Linked DNA regions of Sus scrofa: region 1 is linked to region 2. Evidence: chromatin contacts called from public Hi-C data. All regions are on one chromosome and are shown on one strand. The core of a region is the stretch at or near the end of the contact, and the rest is flanking DNA. Distances in the headings are between cores, read along the strand shown.

What was found. Hi-C and Micro-C count contacts between places; a contact is called where the count stands out from the background.
Region 1: a Hi-C map of embryonic fibroblasts shows a contact between it and region 2, with 8 times the contacts expected there. The contact joins the enhancer-like site here to the promoter of TOX in region 2. A contact is called at or near these places in 6 of 47 Hi-C or Micro-C datasets (embryonic fibroblasts, fetal skeletal muscle, fibroblasts and 1 more) and 1 of 2 datasets of contacts at active chromatin or transcription factors (skeletal muscle).

What each region holds. Positions count from the first base shown.
Region 1 is chr4:74,114,935-74,120,907 of Sscrofa11.1, forward strand. TOX (thymocyte selection-associated high mobility group box protein TOX) reads left to right here. Exons shown (of 9, transcript XM_021089342.1): 9 at 1-418. Among named protein-coding and RNA genes, the nearest start is that of NSMAF, 110 kb to the right of the region's middle. Within about 2 kb of position 1,892, at least 27 of the 83 cell types and tissues checked have an H3K27ac peak or open chromatin away from gene starts, as enhancers often do. A contact at or near this core is called in embryonic fibroblasts, fetal skeletal muscle and skeletal muscle, where this site is marked.
Region 2 is chr4:73,806,353-73,812,485 of Sscrofa11.1, forward strand. TOX (thymocyte selection-associated high mobility group box protein TOX) reads left to right here and starts at 3,828. Exons shown (of 9, transcript XM_021089342.1): 1 at 3,828-4,220. The coding sequence starts at 4,119. LOC110260289 (a long non-coding RNA gene) reads right to left here and starts at 3,232. Exons shown (of 6, transcript XR_002343311.1): 1 at 2,737-3,232.

The sequences.
Region 1 (5,973 bases), core at 642-3,141, 310 kb after region 2:
GCAGGGGGGGTCGTCTGACCTCAGGGTCTCAAAGGAGGAAGGGGGGGAATGGCCGGAGGGGTGAGCACCTTCCCAACACATGTTCCGAAACACCTGTGTCCACAGAGACGTGAGACTCTGTTTTCTCTTTTCTTACTCAGCCATCATCTTGTCCTTTGTATCCAGAATCAGATTACATTGTAGAAGATAGAAGGTGAAGATGAAGTTCTTGCTCCAGGACCTGGGGACCACCTGGTAGATGACCTGGTAGATGTCAACACTGGTCTGAGTCCTGCCTTATTAGCAGAAGGCACCAGCACGCATCCACAACAGTCGTCATCTCACATTTTATTAACAGCTTGCTAGCAAAGACGTTTGAAAGTGAAATTTCATTCGCACTGACATGAGGCCAGGAAAAAAAAAAAAAAAAAAAAAAAAACAGAGACTAGAAATAAAATGGAAAGACTTATAATTCTACATCAGAAAGAAAGAAAAAAAAATCTTGCTAAAGAGAGACGGAACCAAACTACAGTATTTTAAAGGCTGCAACATCCCTGTTTGACAATTGTGTGTTTACAATGAGCCTAAACATAATTGCTCTGATGGGCTGTCAGGGAAAAGATTAATTTGGCAAAGATTAGTATTGACTTGCTGTTTATTAAGGCTTTTAAACAGCTGTGTCTGGCAGCATTCCTGTAAGTGCCTGTCATATCTGAAAATCAGCCTCACACCCTGGTGCTCGCCAGCTGTTACTAAACAATCTTCTACCACTTTGAATGTCTTTCTCCAGGCCAAAAAGCAAGAGCAAACTATTGCCAAATGAGCCTTTTTCTCCTCCTGTCACTTTTGTGTGTGTGTATGTGTGTGTTTTGTTTTTTTTTTTTTTTTTTTGAGGTGGGGGTGGGGAGCTTCTGAACGCTGAAATGTCACCCGTGGCCGATGGCTTAGCTGATAAGAGGGGCCGGAAGTCGGTCGGTAGGAGGTTCGGGTGCTGGATGGCTGCAGTCCCGCGTTGAGAGCGCTGGCTGTTAGTCACCTCTCACAGACAGAAAACCACAGCATGCAACTGTTGGAAGGCAAAGGTTTTCAGGACAGTTAGAAACCAGCAATCAAAGGCCTCGCACCATCAGATTTCCAAAACCAATGTTTTGTTTCCTCAGATGGGCACATGCCTTATCCGCAGTGAGACCTCGGGGAGCGCCACGGGGGGATGCTGAGCAAGGGCTGGTGCTGGCCGTTCCTCTTCAGCCAGGGAAGCGGGTTCCTCACCAGAACTCTGACGGGGCGCGACGCCACCTGTCAAACGTGCACCTTACATTTCGACTCCGTGGAAACCTGTAGAATTGAACAGATTTAGACGTTTTGAAATCTGTAAAAGAAAGGGCAGACTGAGTTCTGTGCTGGAATAAGACCCAGTAGTTTCAAATCCAAGCACAGTCATAAAGGCAATGGAAAGAAAAACATTCCAATGTAGTTAAACATCAGGCTATAAAGGGCCCACTGTTAGGGTGAGAGTCGCATTCGTCTTTCCAATATGACTGCTTTTACGAAGATTAATTTCAATGTTTTCGAGCTGCAATAAGCTAGAGTAAGTTGGCAGGGCAGATGCAAAAGGACAGTGTCTGTTCTTAACCCTTCCTGTGTGTGTGTGTGTGTGTGTGTTGGGGGTGGGGATGGAACTGGCCTAGAGCTAAGCTTTCAGGATGAGCATTTAAAGCAGGTGTTTGTCAACATTTAACCTCTGACTAATTTCTTTTGAAGTCTTTGCTACTGATACAGTCTGATGCCGGACCTTTGAATTGGAATCGAATCCTGTCAGACTCCAAGGCATAGACACACATGTCCTACCATTCAGCTCTGAGCATGCCCCCGTCCATGATGCCCGAAAGTCCTTGCCTCACCCTGCCCCATGCCCTGGTGGTGGGTGAGATAATACTCAGCACTGAGCAGAGAAGCCAGGTGACTGGCTATTGAGAGCACAGGCAAGGTGTGCGTTTTGCTGAGCCCCACAGCCGCCCACAGGGCTGGGCTCACTGCTCAGCATTCATTCCTCGTGCCACTGATGCCCAGGCTGCGGGCAAAGGGAAGTCTAGAGTGCAGGCTCCCTCGGGAATTCATCTATGGCCATAAGTCACGGCGTGTTCAAGTCCTAAAACAGCCCCAGACTTATGGGGATGAAGGTACATTTTCTAGGGCAAGAGCTGCTGCTGTAGGGACCTGCCCACCCGACAAATTAGGCCAAGCCCCGGGCTGTGCAAAAATGCACCCTCTGTAGTTGGTCTGGTTCCTTAGACCTTACTCAAGCGTGGCATCCAAGCCTGTGCTGATTAATTCAGAGACTACACTATCAAACTTTTACTCCAGAAGGGTGAGATTATTTCTCATGGAATCCCAGAAAGGGCAGGGTGGGGAAAGGGGAATCATTTAGGTGGATTCTTGGGTTTTGCAGGACAGCCTTTGACACATTTCCTCATTGTCTCATCTCATCAGCCGAGTGAATGGAGTATAGGAGGTGAGGGATAAACTGATTCAAAGATTAAATGTGATGAAGCCAGCGAAGTCAGTGAGGGTCCAGTGACTTGTCGAGGACTCCACTGGGGTCGACAAGAAGCAGGAGAAGAGTGAAAGGAGGCCATCCCCACGGCAAGGGGTTGGTGGGCAAAGTCCTTCCTGAAACTTTACTGCTGTGATGTTCAGACATGCAGAGGTGGCACCTTACAAAAGCAGCTGGCAGCAATCATTGCTAGATTCATCTTGGACCTACTTTTGTCCAGTTTCCCAAGCCTGAGAAAAGCCCTTAGAATTCATCTCTCCATAGATTGTAACCAGTTCTGTGGAGTATTCTGTATTTTGTTTTGGTTTTGCTGGGGTGTTTTTTTTTTGTTTTTTGTTTTTTGGGTTTTTTTTTTTTTATCAAGGTAGACCCACAGAAACCTAAATCTGGTCTTGGCAAGAGTTTCATGTAAGAAGAAAGGAAGAATGGTATATCTCAATGAAACTGCAATTTCCGGGTATTATTACAAAATATGCTTATCTACAAAGCCATTCTAGCTGTTGAGTTGGGTCATTTTTAACACCTGGTTTCAAGATGTGGTTTTAGCAGACCAACACAGCAGAAGTGTTAGGTGGCATTTCTCTCTCTCTCTCTCTGTCTCTCTCTTTCTATATATATGTATATATATTCCTCCTTTTCTTGCAGGGAAAAGATTCTGCTGCTTTGTTTAACCTGTCAGTTTCTTGAACCGATTCTGCTCTTGCATCCCCAGAACCTTCTTCTCCATTGTGTTAACTGCTCAGGGTGCATGTCACCGGCAGCCAGCACAGGTTGGCCTCCGTGGTCACTTTGCCGATCAGGTTGTTAATTCTCTGATAGACGGAGAGTCACGCTCTCTCCCCCACCCCCACTGATGTAAACCCAACAGAAGTCTCTCAGGACCTTTCTATAAGGCGGCCTGTTCCACGCTGCAGATGGTTTCGATAAAAACGATTAGTTTCATTTATCCAAACAGCTTCATTTCACCAAAATGAGCCTATTTTTAGCATTTTGCCTAAAGGTTTGTTTTCTTGTTTTTGTAGCTGTAAAGGAGTTTTCCTATGTCTCAGGCTTTAATCATCGCCATTCCTGCCACCCAACACGCTTTTGGGCTAGCGTGAAGTTGACGCGTCTTCTGTGACAGAATTTACAATTTTACAAAGCAGCATTAGAATTGCTTTACAAATATGATTTATGTATCTTAAATCCAGATGCAGACACAGCCATCCACCCCCAAATAATGGACACAAGTTCCACTTCACTGCCACCCATAGCTGTGGACCACATGCTTACAGGGATAAACCTCAAAGTGGTCCCGAAGAATCATAAACTGAAGCTGTATTTCTCAAAACTTAGGGTATTAAATTTAGATTCCCAGCTTCCCCTCCCAAATAATCTGCTGTCATCAGCATGATGCCCTGGGTCTTCGTTCTTCCAGCTATCCCACAGAGGTGTCCATGCAGGCCTCCGCAGAACCATCACATAAGGGGAGCAAGTCCGTCTCACCATCAGCTTCGAAGACTCTGGGAGTCTCTGTCACCAGTGCCTGGGATTAACACCGATGCGAGGAAACAGCTTCTGATACTGAAAACACACCCAGCTCATCCATCCTTCGTGCTCTGCCTGCAGCTCTTAGTCTTACACAACAAGAGCTCTAGGGGCAGACAGGCCAGGGCTGTATGGTGCTCAGAAATGCCTTCTTCCGCAGCATCTTGGGGGTGGACGCATCGACCCCCATCCGCACCTCATCTAGTGTTCTAGGAAGAAGGAGGAAGAGGAGCAATGCCTATCAGGACCCAGACGCCTCCAGAAACCCCCCCAACAGATGTCCACTTTGATCTCACTGACCAGCCCTCTCACACAGTTGTCCCGAGATGCTCATTGCCCCTTACAACCACAGTTCTACCGGTGAGGAGACGGGGAAATCAGACCACTGCAAGTGATCCATGTTCACCACATCGATTTCCGTTATTCAACCGAAGCCTTTTCTGCTGCCCTGCTGCTGCCTTTGCCCTTGAACAGCATCCTTTCCAGAAGGATCTCCGACTGAAGGTTGTGGCTGTCTTACACTCTACATTCATCTTCCTTGATTTCACTGATGCGTCTGACAATATTGAAGCCCTCTCCCAAATTTCTCCCTTTAGTCTTACTTCTCCCGAAGATCAGACCGTAGCCCCACTGGCCAGAGACAGACAACTCTTCGACTTTAAAAATTACCTAAACCAAATGCATGATCTGCCAACAAAGACTGGTCCCTCTTCCCAAAGCCCTTTTTCTTGACGAATGGCCTCTTGACCTAATTAGCTAGGACTCTTTGTATTTTTAACTCTTTCTTCCTTTCATCACTCACAAGTATAGGACCATCTGGGTGTTAGACAATGGTAAGTCCTGATTTGTTCTCAAACTTCCTGAATGACTTTCCATTCTTCCCCCACTGCCTGGTTCAGCCCCCCAGCCTTCCTCCCTGCAATCCCACCACAGTGACCTAAGTGGTCTCCAGGTTTACAGAAAACTGCTAGTTTCTTTTTTATAAGCCAGATTTAATATTATACCGCCTTCATTTTAAAAAACTCCGGTGGCTCCCCATTGATTATAGATTAAAATTCAAACAGCTGAGCCCGAGGCCCACAACCCTGCAATATCTGGCACCAATTTACCTTTCTTGCTACTGCTTCTCAATCTTCCTTCCAAGATTCTAAAATCTGGCCACCAAATTCCTTGCCAATGCCAACCACACTAGACTCCCTGGCTCTTGCTGGGATAGCAATTATTCTTTCTGCTACTCTTTTCTGAGGCTTTCTCAATAAAGTTAACCTTCTTTTCTCAATATTTCCACAGCACTCTGTTCTATTCTTGGAGGAAAGTTTAAAAGTATTGTAAGTATTTGTTTCACGGTCTGTTTCCTGGCTAGACTGGGAGTTCCTTTGATTCTAGTCATCTTTGTGATCACTCCAGCACCGACTACAGCGATTAAAATGAACGTTGAAGGAATGAATAGTGTATTTTATTCTTCAAGACAAAAATCTCACAAGCACGAGCTGATTCCTTAGACCAAGAGAGAGAACAAATCATCATCCTCTGGGAATCCCTTCCCAAAACTTGGGTTTGGAGAAGCCAAATTCCATTTACAATCATGAGCGCCTTCTAAAGAGGCTGAGGGGTTATTGGTGGATTTTGTCCTGCAGGATGGGATTGCGTATGCAGATATGAACCAGGAGCTGCCTTTAGGTGCAAGGGCTAAAAGGAGCTGAATCCCTCAAGCGAAAACAGGATGGAGGTACTGTGGAGTAAGACAAGAGGTTTTATACAGAAGGGGGTAAGGAGGAGGAATTTAAAATGAAGAAATGTTGGAATCAGCGAGGAACATGAGCCCAGAGGCTCTGGGAGAGGCGAAGTGTCTTGGTGGTGGTTTCGACTATATCCGCTAAGAAAACGCTCACGCTTGTGTCTAAGGAAAAATG
Region 2 (6,133 bases), core at 2,578-5,077:
GGTCTAGAATAGAGTAGGCATTTTATAAATTGTAGCTGTCCATATTCCCACATCAATGCTAGTAAGGAGATGTCTCCTTCATAGATACATATTTTCTGGTACGGAGAGTATATAAAGTTCCTAGTTCAGATGACCAAGTTGCAATTTGGAGCCATACAATGATTCATTCATGTTCAGTTAGAGTAACTGAGGGAACTGCCACACTTGATCTCTGAAAGGGCAGTGCAGGTGAAGGGGTCCTGGGAGTGGTGGTCCTCTCAGTGACCCCTTTTGAGTTCCAATCCCAAGTAAAACGCAGCCAGTAAATTTGCTAAATATTCATCCTTTTAACATTCCCTCTCTGCCCATCTTATCTTTCCTTCTAGATCAATTGTTCTCAATCCTGTCTGAAAGTTAAAACCACTGGGGACCTTTTAAAAAGTCCTATGCCCAGACCCTACCCAAAATGTATTGCACCAGATTCTATGCAGGAGGAGCCTGGGGGCAAGTATGTTTCAAAGCTTCTAAGGTGACTCCATGGACCAAACAAGGTTGGAAATACCACCGCAGAAGATAATTTAACTCTATCTGACACTATCTACCTGGAGATAACATCAGAGGCCATTGGTTAAGGGTTTGGTCTCACAAGAACCCCATCCCTTCCCCCCCCCCCGCCAAGTAAACACATACCCTTCAGATACCAACGGCAAGGGTAGGTTGTTACCTGTGCCTCTGACCAATCAGCTATAAATCAGTGGCCCCCCCTCAAGGTTTATTAACTTGCTGGAGTGACCCACAGAACTCAGGAAAACAGTTCACTTACTGCTTACCAGTTAATTATAAAAGGGTATAATAGGAGTTCCTGTTGTGGCACAGTGGGTTAAGAACCCGACTAATATCCATGAGGATGTGGGTTCAATCCCTGACCTCGATCAGTGGGTTAAGGATCTGGCATTGCTGTGGCTGTGGTGTAGGTCAGCAGTTGCAGCTCTGATTCCACCCCTAGCTGGGAACTCCCATATGCCGAAGGTGCGGCCCTAAAAAAGTAAAAAGGCGGGGGGGATAATAAAGGATGCAGAAGAACAAACGGATGGAAAAGATGCAGAAGGCAAAGAACATGGAAGAGGTGCAAAGCTCCCATGTCCTCTCTGGCCCACCACTTTCCCGGCTACTGTTTACTAACCCAGAAGCTGTCTGAACCCCATCCTTTTTTTTTTTTTTCCATTTTAGGGCTTCACCTGCAGCATATGAAAGTTCCCAGACTAGGGTTTGAATTGGAGCTGCAGCTGCAGGCCTACACCACAGCCACAGCAACACAGGATCCAAGCACATCTGTGACCTACGAGGTAGCTTATGGTAATGTCAGATCCTAACGCACTGAGCAAGGCCAGGGATCCAGCCCACATTCTCACAGACACTATGTTGGGTTCTTAACTTGCTAAGCCACAATGGGAACTCCTTTCTGGGGATTTTGACAGCGAATTCATCATATATAGGCATGACCATTAACTCCATTTTCTCCTCACTCCTCACTAACTACTTTCCATGTATGAGTAATTGGAGTGAAGGCTTTTTCATCAACAGCTCACCCCCTGACCCACCACACCATGCCATGCACAAACATATCATGTTGACTCTATGCGCTAAACGTGGATTATCCCTCAAGACTGAGAAAAGTGACCAGGCTGTGGGGCACAGTGGGGACATCAATATCTTCCCCCAGGTGTCAAGATGTTGACAATACTGCTTTTGACCTAAACCATTTCATCTTCCTGATGTTCACAGGGCCATCGAGTAGAAATAGAGTCTAAGGAAGTTTTTTAAAATAGAATTTTGAAGAGATCAATGTTAGTAATAAATTCTGGATTGATGACAGAAATTTAAGGTTAAAAATATTTAAACTTAAAAAGTTTTTTAAATCATGAGAGGAATATATATAGGCACCTTATAGCATCTACCACTGAAATTTTGAACACTGATGTTACAAACCACAAAACTACATTTAAATTTTATTATAAAGACCTTTATTAAGAAGAACATATTTGCTACTTCTTTTATTTTATAGGTGCCTTGAAGGACCTATAAATATGGAGGTTCTTCTGAATCCAAAGGAGAGAACTTCTTTTTTCTTACGTCTCTCTCCCCCCTACTCAAACCTGCCCCATGTTAATCTACAGGTAGGAAGAAAGCTGGATTCTTGCCACTTATAAAAATGATGAGGGGAAGAAAGAAAACAATGGCTTAAGAGAAAAAGGATGTTAGAAGTATAAAGCAATGCTTAACAAAATGTTCCTAAAGGATCATGTAGAGGTGCCCCATGATAGTAATTTATCATTCCCTATACCATCCTCATAGATTTCCTTTCAGATCCCTCTGCTTGTACTTGACTGATGCTCTCAATTGCAGAGGAAGCAACCTAACTATAGGAAAGTTACACAGAACAGTTGGCCATCAAGGAGCACTAGAAGGTTGTGCGGGGTGGCACAATGTTGTTAGTATCCTTCTTGGCACGAGAAACTAGTGGAACAGATGAAGTATTTCCAGGCTCCTTTGCAGGGCTTTGGAATGGGAAGGTATACCTATCGCCCACTCCTGCACGGAGTTCTCACCAAGGACAGAGCCCCAGGAATAAATCTGTAGGACAGCAGCCAGGACACACCAAACTCTCCAACACCCAGGAGACACGAAGTTTGGAAGTTTTCGGGTTTGAGAGGAAAGGTGGAAAAACGTGAGTGGCGATTTCCTCATCCCACTTACCGACCAGAGAAATGGGGAGGCTGATTCCAGGTCTTCCGTGACCTCCACGAGCATTACTGGGCTTCCAACTATAAGAAGACAAAATCCCCTAATGGGCAACTGGCAAGCCCACGTGTTTTACCTCTAGCCCGAGCTTGTGTGCTGATAACTGCTTTCCTATTTACCCTCTGAACTACCTCTGTGGTCTTCTGCCTGTCCTTAAGGCAGCCTTAGCCCTCGCAACCCCTCCAGTGGGACAGAGATCACGCGAGGTGAGGGCTGGAGGCGGGAGCAAGCAACAGGAGAGGGGGACTCTCACAGCCCATCCACACCCAGCAATCCGGGTCGCAGGGACAGTAGCCCACCCCTTGAGCGCAGAGGATTGTCGCTCCCTGCGGGTTCCCGACCCCCAGAAAGGCGCTGCTAGCAACAGTCGCCACCATCAGAGAGTGGGAGTAGGGGTGGGGGAGCCGACAGCGGGGAGGGGACGGCCGTCCACCGGGAGGTGCGGGTCACAGAGAAAGAGGTGGAGACCGCTGCGGAGGGGGCGGTGAGAGCGGGGTGGGGCCAGGGCGGGCCCGGGGGCGGGGCTGCGGGGCGGGCTGCGCCACAGCGCCCCCTTGCTGTGCGCGCTCCCCGCCGGGCCCCGCAGCAGCCTCGGGCTCGGGCTCACCAGCCCCTTTGTGTGCGACGCGTTGGCCCACAGGAGCGCGGCTCGGGAACAGCGGAGGCTCCCCGGGGTCCCGCCGCCTCGGCCCGGGCCCGGCCGCGCTCTCTTCCACCTCCTCCGCTCCACCCTCCTCCGGCCCCCGGCCCCGACCGGCAGCCATTGGGCCGCGAGCAGCCCGCGTTCTGCCGCGTACCCCACCCCGCCCGGCCCGGGGCACTCACCACCCCCCACCCGCTCTGTACCCCTCTCCAGTCCTCCCCTCATCCCAGGCCTCCAAGGTGGGGAAAATAAACTAAAAGCAGAGCAACTCAGAGACTCCGATAAAACGCCCAGTACCTAGAGCCCCGGCGCGAGCGCGTGTGCCGGGCGGCGAGGGGCGCGGGAGGCGGGGATGGGGGGGCGGGCGGGGGGACAATGAGCGCATGAAGTTACCTGCCCGGCGGCGGCGGCGGGGCCGGGAGGCGGCGGCGGAGCAGGCTGCGCGCTCGGCGCCGACGGGTGCGCGCCGCGGCTTGGGGGAGAGTTGAGCGCTTTTCCCCCCTCTTTTTTTTTTTTTTTTTTTTTTTTTTTTTTCTCCTCTTCTTCTTAAACAAACCACAAACGGATGTGAGGGAAGGAAGGTGTTTCTTTTACTCCTGAGTCCAGACACCTCTCTCTGTTCCGTCTAAGCTTGTTTTGCTGAACACTTTTTTGAAAAAGGCAAAGAAAAGGAGTTGCTTGATGTGAGAGTGAAATGGACGTAAGATTTTATCCACCTCCAGCCCAGCCCGCCGCTGCGCCCGACGCTCCCTGTCTGGGACCTTCTCCCTGCCTGGACCCCTACTATTGCAACAAGGTGAACGCTCTGCTTTTGTTTCCGCCGTGTTCTGGCTGCTCGGTCCCGGGAGGGGGCGGCGGCCGCTGGCCCGCTTGGCGGCCGGGCGGGCGCCGGAGGCCGGTCTCGGGCGCGCTCGGCTCGCAGCCTGCGGCTGCCCTGCGTGCGCTCGGGGAGTAAATATTGTGGAGCAGCTCCCGGGCTTTGCCCAACACCGCGATGGTGCGGAAAGTGACACGATTTGCTTGATTCTTTCCTTCCCGCTGTTCGCGACTAAGGATCCCTCCCTGCCCGGGTCTGCCGGGGGGCGTTTAAAAAAAAATTAAGAGAAAACCAAGGAATACTTTGGGGGTGTGTCTGGGGTCCGGGAACGCAGGCGGAGAGTGAGAGAATTCCGTATATTTTCTGGTTTCTCCCTCTCCCTTCCTCCTCTCCCGGGCAGCGGGGGCTGGTGACACCGATTCCCCGCCCGGGATTAGTTGCCAAGGGAGCCTCCGGGAGTCGGGGTGCCGGGACCCGGGAGACGCCTCCGCCCCCCGCCGGGAACATAGCTCCACAACTCTTTTGTTTTCCCAAACCCGTTCGGGTGGCCCGGCCCCGCGTCCGGGCGCGGGTCTGCGGGTCCGGGTGCCGCGGGGAGCGGGGTCTGGGACACAGCTCGCGCCGGGGGTTGCGCGCAGAAATGGCAAGTTTGTTAGGAGCCGGGCGAGCGCGTCGCGTTCACGTCCAAAGCTGCCGCGCTCGGCGCGGGGCTGGAGCAGATCCCGGGCTTGGCTGTACCCGCAACCCAGTGACCCCAGGGGCCGCGGGGGCCCGGGGCTAGGCTGACCCTGAGGGTCACCGGGGCTATTGCGGAGCTCCGCCTGTCCCAAGGATGGAACAGTCAGGGGGTACGTAGGGAGGGGGTGACTCTCGGGGTTTCTCGAACTCTCAGCCCGCACAGGGAGGACGCGAGGGGACGGGATTCCGAGTGCAGCTGCAGGGCCACGGCTGTCCTCGGCTCGGGCTCTTTGGACTCTTCTAAGTAGTCTTGCCCAGTGAACGTGGCGGGGAATATTGAGTTCTCTGAGACGCGGGGCTAGCGGTTTAGACGCCCAGCTCCCGCTCCTTGGTAAGCCTGCGGGATACTCCCAGCCCCTGCACGCCTGCTCCACGTCGGCCCCTCAGTGAATTCCACTGGATAAATCGTTGGGAATCCTAACATTTGCCTGGTGGCGACTCATCATCATACAGCATTTTTACGTGACACAGAGGTATTTAGCGCGCTGCATCCACAGCCCTCGGGCTCCCCATCACGCAGCCCACTCGTAACTCCAAGTATTGGTCAATCGGGACACACAGACAGACAGACAGACACACACACACACACACACACACACACACACACAGCTGTGAGTTATAACACCCTGTGGAGAAGCTCCGTGATGCTGTCTACAGTGTTAAGATCCAGTAAAAGGGATGTACCCTGTGTTGATGATGTTGAGGCAAGTTGGAAATCAGGGAAATTTAGCTTTGTGGAAGGCAGAAAGGCTTTTCATTATTCCGGAGCCCTTTAACCAGGGGCAAGTTGGAAGGTACCAGTAACTTTGGCAAGAGAAGTTGGTGTGAAGAAGTTTAATTATCTGTTGATAACATAGTTCTTTTATTCTAAAGTTTGTTTTGCCTTAAAGTTTGTATTTGGTGTTTGTAACATTTTATTTTGCTTACAACACTAATACTAATAAAAAAAAAAAAAAGCAGCAGTCTTATCTTGGATAGTAAAGACATACTCCACAGTAGTTACTGGAACCGAAAGGTCAGAAATATTTTGGCAATGAAACTGGACAAATCTTATTAAATTCATCAGTGATTTTAGGCTCCAAAAAGAAAGTAATGACTTGGATACACATTTCACTTGTCATTCTTGTGATAGTAGGGTCAGATTTAATTTAAAA